2 separate regions of the Oryctolagus cuniculus genome follow, and region 2 is linked to region 1. Evidence: chromatin contacts called from public Micro-C data. All regions are on one chromosome and are shown on one strand. Each heading gives the region's core, a stretch centred on a gene start, on an enhancer-like site or on the middle of the called end of the contact. The rest is flanking DNA. Distances are from core to core; before and after follow the strand shown. Region 1 holds the start of ZHX1 (zinc fingers and homeoboxes 1). Region 2 holds the start of FAM91A1 (family with sequence similarity 91 member A1).

The links. A called contact is a pair of places that touch in the nucleus more often than the background predicts.
Region 2: a Micro-C map of ear pinna shows a contact between it and region 1, with 4 times the contacts expected there. The contact joins the promoter of FAM91A1 here to the promoter of ZHX1 in region 1. A contact is called at or near these places in 2 of 6 Hi-C or Micro-C datasets (ear pinna and skin fibroblasts).

The regions. Positions count from the first base shown.
Region 1 is chr6:149,025,251-149,029,513 of mOryCun1.1, forward strand. ZHX1 (zinc fingers and homeoboxes 1) reads right to left here and starts at 2,287. Exons shown (of 4, transcript XM_070075461.1): 1 at 1,996-2,287. LOC138849977 (a long non-coding RNA gene) reads left to right here. Exons shown (of 2, transcript XR_011389324.1): 2 at 1-1,084. It overlaps LOC138849978 (a long non-coding RNA gene), which reads left to right and starts at 2,435. Exons shown (of 2, transcript XR_011389325.1): 1 at 2,435-2,554.
Region 2 is chr6:149,493,415-149,497,677 of mOryCun1.1, forward strand. FAM91A1 (family with sequence similarity 91 member A1) reads left to right here and starts at 2,166. Exons shown (of 24, transcript XM_008255884.4): 1 at 2,166-2,494. The coding sequence starts at 2,423.

The sequences.
Region 1 (4,263 bases), core at 1,037-3,536:
TCAATAAAGACATTGAAGCTCTTTTGAAAATACAAGGAGGGCTCGAGGAACCTACATAAATCATAGCTATCACCAGGTATCCATCTCATTTTAATTTTCATTTTCTTATTTTAATCCTTAGTAAACAGATACTTCTAACAAACAAAAAAAAACTTCATTGAGAAATAAAATGCCACCATTTTTATATTGAAAGGACCGAACGCTGTGCATTTTACTTTGTCTAAAATTACGCTGCACAGTCCTCAAATGCTTAGCGGAAGCAGAGAAAAACTCCGAAGAAAATATTCTCAAAAGCTCTTCCTCGTTTTCACCCTGTTTACCGCACTACTGTCATCGGCAGCACTCAGATTTCTTTTGCTTAACATCAGGAGTCGGAATCGGTACTTGAGAAATTACAGTAGCCTAGGAGTGCACCAGCGGCAGCGTGCCTGTTAAACCCAACTCCGGCTCCTCCTCACCACCAGCATGAAATCGGGCTGACTTTCCAGAAACAAAGGTAATTCACGGAGCACCATGTAATACAAGTCAAAGCTTTCAGACAAAGACCAACGGGGACACATCTCAAGGCGCACTTCCACATGGGCTGCCCTCACAGGCACACTCGTCCAGCCCAGCAGCCACGGCTCCTGCGTCCTCCTCCCTAACCAGGAGCCGCCGCACCTTTCCCCATCTGGGGATTTTCCTTTTTCCCCACCATACTAACCTCCAAGGGAGCTACTTCTTTCTTTCAAGTTTCACGGAATCGCAACCCAATCAATCATGAAGTCTCGACTAGCCTTCCCCTGACATGTTTCTTTCTCGGATTAGCTCTTCCCATCTTTTTTAAAACGAATCGGGGTGACATGACGGCAGACGACTGCGGACTGCTTGCTCTGCCAGATCCCGTCCCCTTTTTCCTCCATCCCCATTCTGCTCTTCTAAATCTCTCTCGGACGCCTTCCAAGAGGTCTGATCACCATCCTAAGCTAAGGGCATCCAACGAAATCTGTGCCTCCTGGGGTGGGGGGTGGGGGTCGCTCTTCCCTCACTGTTGCCCACGGAGGTGGGGGTGGCGTACCGGAACAAAGAATTTTAAGTCCCTTTACTTGGAACTTTGGTGCCAATACACAGGGCTAGGGCATCCCCCAGGGCTCTTCTTTCCTGCCATTAACCCACGTTCCGCGCACATCCCCCTCCCAACCTTTCATTCCCCTCAAGGAACTGGCTGCCTCCAGGCCCTACAGCTTGGAGGATCTCCTAGGCCAGTCTCCCACCCCCGCCACCCCCCTCCAGCCCCACCCCCGTTCTGCCTATTGAAAAGGCCACACAGCATTCCCATCCTCTTTAATCAACTCCCCCCAGCCCGCCCCAAATCCCAGGCCTTCCTGAACATCTTAATACAGTCTCATCCCAAGTGGAGGCACAGCCGTCCCTGAACTGGGGGTGCAGCCTTCCCCGGAAGGGTTTCCGGGGCGCCAACCCCAAAGCCAGTGCGCTCAGCCCCAGCTAGAAAATCGCTTCCCAGTCTCCGAGAAGCCGAGCCCCACGAGGCGGCCACACGCCCCCGAGGGCCCGCAACCTTGCTGGGGTCCTCCATCCCCCGCGGCGGCGTCCTCAGGGAAACCCAAGCCCTCACTCCGCTCAACAGCCCCAAGTTGCCCAATGCTCGCTCAAGCGGGGGTCGAGGGGGAGGCCGAGGTTTTTTCCCTCATAGAACGCCCGCCCCCCAGCTCCCTCCACCGTGCAGAACCCCTGAGAGCGAAGCAGGCTGCGGCTACCTCCGCGGAGGCGACTCCGTCGCGCGGCAGGCCCCGTCCCTCCCCCACGAACGCCCCGCGCCGGGTCCGCCCAGCCGCCCGCCGCAGCGAGCGGGCTCAGCCCCCGGGGTCTCTGCCCTCGAGCCGCCCTCCTGCGGCCCACCCCGCGCCGCTCGCTTCTTCCCGGCCGGCCGAGAGCTCCGCGCTCCGCTTCCCACCCGCAGCCTGGGGTGTCCGGGCCCACTCGTCGAGTCGCTACCTGCAGGGGCCGCCGCGCCTCTCAGCGCCCCGCCGCCGCCATCTTGCATTTCAAACCGGCTGCACTTTTCAGGGAGTCAACTCTGACCTGTGAACCCTAAACCCGGAACCACTTGGCCGGCCCCGCAGACCAGCCTCAGCGGCTGTGGCTGCCCAGCCAAGCGAGGGGGACCCGGGGTAGGGGTGCGAGGAGAGGCGCGCGCCCCCGCGGCCGTCCGGGGGGCAGAGGGGGAGGAGAGAGCCGGCCGAGGCGGGGCCCTCCCGCGCGCGCGCCCTCCGCGCGCCCCCACCCCGCGCCGCGCCGGGATCTCCACACCCGGACCCTGCAGCTCCCCTGGGGTTCGACCCAACAGCTACCCGGGGATTGGCGCGCCGCAGGCGCCAGGGAGCCGCCCCTCCTCCTGTCAACTGAAGCCCCGCCTCCTGTCAGGAGGAGCCCCGCCTCCCCGGGTCCCGTAACTGCCCAGCCCCTTGCCCAGCGATAGCTCCGCCCGCTGTCGGCAGAAGCCTCGTCGTCTCTCCGGCCAGTCCAGAAGGCTGTCGCCGCCGGAATCGGAGAGGTAGGCATGGTCTCCTCACCGAGACGCCCCTTGTCATCATCAGCCCCATCTCCTGCCGGCCGTCCTACTCAAGCCCCGCCCCCTGCGGGACGCCCCGCCCACTGTCAGTGGCAGCTCCGCCCTTGTGAGAGGCCAGGCGTTCCACCCCCTTGTCCACCGTGGTCTCGCCCCTGTCACTGCAGCCCCACCTCTTCTTGCCTCCGGTCCCGCGGCCACCGAAAAGTTCAGTTCGACCTCACTTTGGAGCCGCCCTCTGCTCCCCGTCCCCTCACGCGTCACTCCCGGAGGCCGTCCAAGTCCTGCCCTGCAAACCCAGACCGCTTCGCTGTGGTCCAGCCCCGCGGCGGGGGCCGGCTGGGCTGTCGGGAAACCGGCCGGCGTCCCAGCGCCTGCCCGCACGCTTCGCACCGTTCGGGCGCAGCGTGCGAGCCGGAGCCAGGAGAGGCGCCCGGCCCTGGGGCCGCTGCGCGCGGATTCGCGGGCCTGGGCGTGGGAGCGCGCTCTTTGGCGCCGGGGTGAGGATTCCCCGCCCCCAGCCCCGCCAGGGACCCTTTGTGCTTGGACAGCCGGGCGCTGGAGCCGCATGAATCCTAGCACTCGCCGTGGCGCCAAGCGAAAGGCCGGCTGTGGGCGTCGGCGTCCGCCAGCGTTTTGTGAGTGGGTTTGGACACCTAGTGCGCGCCGAGGCTGACCGATCGTGGGAGCAGAGGGACCTCAGCCCAGCGCCCTGGACGCACACCCGGAGTGTCAGCACAGCCTTACCTCGCTAGGAATTAAACTCAGAGTAAACTGCCCGCACGAATTCAAGGAACCAGTGTAAGGCAGTAGTAGTATAAAGGTGAAGAGAGTCGTTTATGAGGATCCTGTTCTAATATCAATTAAAAATATAAAATGATAGGGTTTTCGCCATGTAAGTACCCAGGCACCGATCAAAGAACTGCTGAAGAAAAAGTGCGCCCTGACATTTCTCTGCGCCCCCTAGGGACGGTGCTGCGCCCACAAAGAACCTCTGGGACTTTCAGGGATGAAAATGTTTAAAATAGAGAAATTTATTCTTTTGTTCATTGATTTAACGACTAGGCTTTTTTAAGATTTATTTATTTGAAAGTCAAAGTTACACAGAGAGAGGAGAGGCAGAGAGAGAGGTCTTCCATCTGCTGGTTCACCCCCAAATTGGCCACAACAGCCGGAGCTGCACCGATCCGAAGACAGGAGCCAGGAGCTTCTTCTGGGTCTCCCACGTGGGTGCAGGGGCCCAAGGACTTGGACCACCCTCTACTTCTTTCCCAGGCCATAGCAGAGAGCTGGATCGGAAGTGGAGCAGCCAGGACTTGAACGGGCGCCTATAAGGGATGCCAGCGCTGCAGGGGGGTGACTTTACCCACTATGCCACAGTCCCGGCCCCTAGGCTATTTATTTATTTATTTATTTATTTTAGCATCAGTGCATGCCATATACGGTGGGAGAAGTAAAGCTAAATTAGGCAACATTCCTGTTTTCCAGGAGTTTATTGCAACCTAGTAGCCAAGCAAAAACCCTGACCATAGAAATGCTTGGAAGTGAAAGGTAGGGGACAAGGGATCAAGGGGAGACCCTTCTAAGGATGTCGGGGATGCAGATAAACTTCGCTTCTCTCTTTCTCCTCTCTTCCTTTTCTTTTTAACAAAGATTTGAAAGACAGGGACAGAGCTCTCCCATCTGCTGGTCCA
Region 2 (4,263 bases), core at 916-3,415, 470 kb after region 1:
ATGGCTCAAGTGATTGGGTACCTGCCACCCACATGGGAGATCTGGGCTGTGCACCCTGCTCCTGTCTTTGGCCCTGGCCCAGTCCTACCTGTTGCAGGCATCTGGGGAGTGAACCAGCAGATGGGATGATGTAATGAGTGCTACATGTGGAGCCTAACATGCAATTATTTTTGACTTTTTGGCATCTGGATAGGATTTCTATTCCTGAGCTCCCCAGCAAAGAGAGAATTGGGCTAACCTAGAAACTACCTGAACTGCTTTGTTTCCAGCTACTCAAAGATTTGTCACTTCGGGGGAAAATGAGGCAGATCCATACTTTAATTAGCACCCTATAGCTCACAGACCAACTCTGACTCCACTCTCTGCTCTGAAGGGCTTCTTATTTGGATTCTTCCCATCATGTAGCTTCGACCCATTACTGTTTACACCTCCAAATTTCTATTTTTCTCAGCCGCATATTGAGTTAGAATCTTTTGTAGCCACTATGATCACATCTTCAAAAGTCTGTTCCTTATTGATTTAAAGGGAATATGTTTACCTTTAACTAGTTTTAGCAGTTAAGCAAGAGGGTATCTGCTAAACTCATCGTTTTTGTCAACAAATATTGAGTATAACATCAGCACATCAAAACTTACACAGAGTTGATAGGGCCCAGCTCCATTGTGACCAACTGGGGAGAGAACCAATGGATGGAAGACCTCTCTCTCTCCCTCTCTGACTTCCCTTCTCTCTGTGTGTAACTCTGACTTTCAAATAAATAAATAAATCTTTAAAAATTTTTTAAAAAGAAAATGCCTCACCATTAACCATCCCCATTGAATAGCACAGTAAACTCTCACTCACTGAACTATTCTACCCCGTGCTCCAGGTCTCAAAGCATTTGTCATTGGATGACATGAGACCAATATACCCATGCAGTGTGTACCATGGTTGCTTCAATTCCTCATTATAATGGGGTTTCTGCTTGCCAGCTGACGAGGTGCTGACAAGGCATCTTATAAAAAGTTCTAACAATGCTGTCGGTGAGCAATAAAACATTCTTTTTTTAATTTTTGACAGGCAGAGTGGATAGTGAGAGAGAGAGACAGAGAGAAAGGTCTTACTTTGCCGTTGGTTTACCCTCCAATGGCCGCTGCGGCCGGCGCACTGCGCTGATCCGATGGCAAGAGCCAGGTGCTTCTCCCGGTCTCCCATGGGGTGCAGGGCCCAAGGACTTGGGCCATCCTCCACTGCACTCCCTGGCCACAGCAGAGAGCTGGCCTGGAAGAGGGGAACCGGGACAGAATCCGGTGCCCCGAAGGGGACTAGAACCCGGTGTGCCGGCGCCGCAAGGAGGAGGATTAGCCTAGTGAGCCGCAGCGGCCACATTCTTTAAAACCATTCTTTAAGACTGAAAAATAGTTGCAAACACACTGTGTCTCTGGTTGCTGCCAGTAATAACAGTCATGGGCTTGCTTAGGCAGTGTGACAAATTCGGGGAGAAATTGTCCCCAAAGACTCTCTCACTGGCGCCGACATTAGGACACCCTGGATTCCGGCCTGTAAGAGCGACCCTGGAGGCGTGGTGTGGAGCAGGAGCAAGCAGAACCCAGGAGAGGGTGCATGTCCAAGGTTGCCAAGGCGCTGTCTCTCTTCCCTAGAGACCCCTTGGGCCACCTCGGTTCAGCAGCACAAGCTGTTTAAAATGTCAGCTCCCTGAATCCCTACAGGTTAAGAAGTTGGGATCCTCGAGGTAGCCCTCAACCTCCCTCTTCCACAAGGTAAAAGCACCCACTGGGCAATGAGGAAGGCTCATCATAGCTCTGCTCCACCACTGCCCCCCGCCTTAAGTTCAGTGCTGACCTGCAGAGAGCCCTGGTGGGCTCCCGGCTCTTCCACTATGGGAATCCAACTACGGCGCCTTTCCAAGTGGCTTCTCTGAGGCAGCCGACCCCAGTGCTTTAAACCCCCTGGTCTTGGGCCACATGGGAAACCGGGTCACCCTACAACCGCGGGGTAGAGCCCAGCGACCACCTTAACTCATCCAGACCCTGTAGGCGGACTACGTCCTCGGAGAGGGGGCGGTTACCACCAGAAGCCCCGCCCACCAGAGGGTAGTGGGCGGCACGGGAGGCCAGTCCGGCGCCCCGCCTCTCCGGCCGCGCACCCGCGGCAGGAAGTGACGCAGGCCCAGAAGCCACTTCCGGCCGGCCGAAACTAGGAAGAAACTCGGAGCCAGCCAGGCTCCCGAGCCACATCTTGCCGCCGCTCGTTTGACCTGTGGTCAGGGCCGCGCTGAGCTGTCGGGAGCCCTGGCCATGGGGCGGTCCGAGCCTTCCGCGGTGTGAGGCGCGGGGCCTCCCGCGGCCTCCCCTGACACGCAGAGGGCGGGCAGGCGGGAGGCGTCGTTACAGCTGCGGTCGCGGCCGCGGCTGCTGGCATCATGAACATAGACGTGGAGTTCCACATTCGCCACAACTACCCCTGGAGCAAATTGCCGGCCAACGTGAGGCAGGTACGGCCGGAACCTGAGGCTGGGTCCCCGGCCGGCTCGGCCCCGCCCCGCCGTCACCTGCTGGCCTCGCCCGCGGGCCCCAGGGTGGAGTGGGAGGGGGCGCGCTCCTCGGGGCTGACCCCCGCCCTGTCCATCTCCGGGTCGCGGGGAAACCGACCTGCGGCCCGGGGGCGAGGGTGTGGGGGCTGCTGTGGAGTCACGGGGGCCGAATGGCGCGGTTGCGAAAGGGAAAGGAATTGGTGTCCGCAGCGCTCGCTCGGCGCCTTTGCCCGCAGCCTCGGTTCGGCCACAGCCCTTGACCTCCAGGACTCGAGGATGGTGGGAGAGGGCTGCGAAACAGGGAGATGCGCGGCTCCTGCGCACCTCCGCTGTGGCGTCCGTGGGGCACGGCGGGGCATCGGAGTGTCCAGGGAGAATCGGGAGGATGCGTGCGGGCGGCCTGTGGATGGGGCCTTGGAGGACCCACGAGTTAGAAGAGGGAGAGGGAATAGGGTGGAGAGGAGCGAGCGACTGCCTTGCTCCTGGGTTGTGATTGGAGTTGAAGTTTGGCCATGGCGTGGGGGTGGTAGCAGCTGAGCTGGAGAGATAGGGCCAGATTCGGAAGGGGCTGTGCTTAGGTCGGATTTTATCCTCTAGACCAGAGGGTTGGTTCTCGTCGACAAGAGAGTGGCGTGAAGTTTTCGAGAGTTCACGTTTAAGATGCCGATCGTCGGTTACACTCAGTTGTTTAACGGATGTAGCTTTGAGGATCTGCTGGGTGCTTTGCCTTGGTTCTGGTCAGGTAAATTGCACTAATAAAGAATCAACAAGACAGAGACTCTGCGTTCTTGGAGCTTGGGTTTTAGCCACGAGAGACAGTGGACAATAGATGAGGAAATACATACCATGACAGGTGATGTTCAATCCTGTGTAACTATGGTTTCTCAGTTTTTCCTACTTTACCAGGGAGAGAATGAAATTTGTGGTCTTACTGGTGCCGAGTAGTTGAATTTGGGTGGTGAGGACATAAGGATTATTATAGTTCACTTTCCCCACAAACTTTCCCTCCTCCTTCCCACGTTGGGAACTTAACTCTAGTAAGGAAATAATGTAAGAATTTGGTGAAGTATCATTTGGCATCGAAAACTGCTTTCTAAGATAACCTAAAGCCAAGGAATGGAAAGATACATTTAAGGAGCTTGTGGTTCTTGGGTTGTCAGTGGCTGCCCATGAGGTGTTTATTTTGAAATGGACGAATGTGTAAGCTTTTCTTTCAGCTTGCAGGAGGGCTTTGGTGGACCCTTGTTGTTTAAGGTTTTGTTGCATATTTGAAGACTACTGGAAGAGCCAGCAATCCTTGTATTTTACTTTTTCCATATTCTATTTTAAATAAAAATGAACACAGCATAATGGAAGAAAGAGGAGAGATTAGAGTATGCCCAACATGAGTAATTGACTTTAATGTCATTTAACTTAGGATATCCTAAGACTGGCCATTTGTAGCTGTTGAAAAAAAATGTATTAAAAGTTACTTACATAGATTTGTCTAGCTTTACCACTGTTTCCCTAAATTAAGCTCCATGTTAGATTACTACATCATCTCTCTATTTAGGGATAGGACCATCCCATCCAATTCTTCACACTACACTAAAATGCAAATCCAACCCTGTCACTCCGGTCTCTTTTCTATTTCTTATGGTTTCTTCTTGAATCTCTGGTAATTCACTTTGGGTGGTTTCTTGTCTTCCGTATACATTGCCGTGACAAGATCCCTCGCCCATCGTAGAACG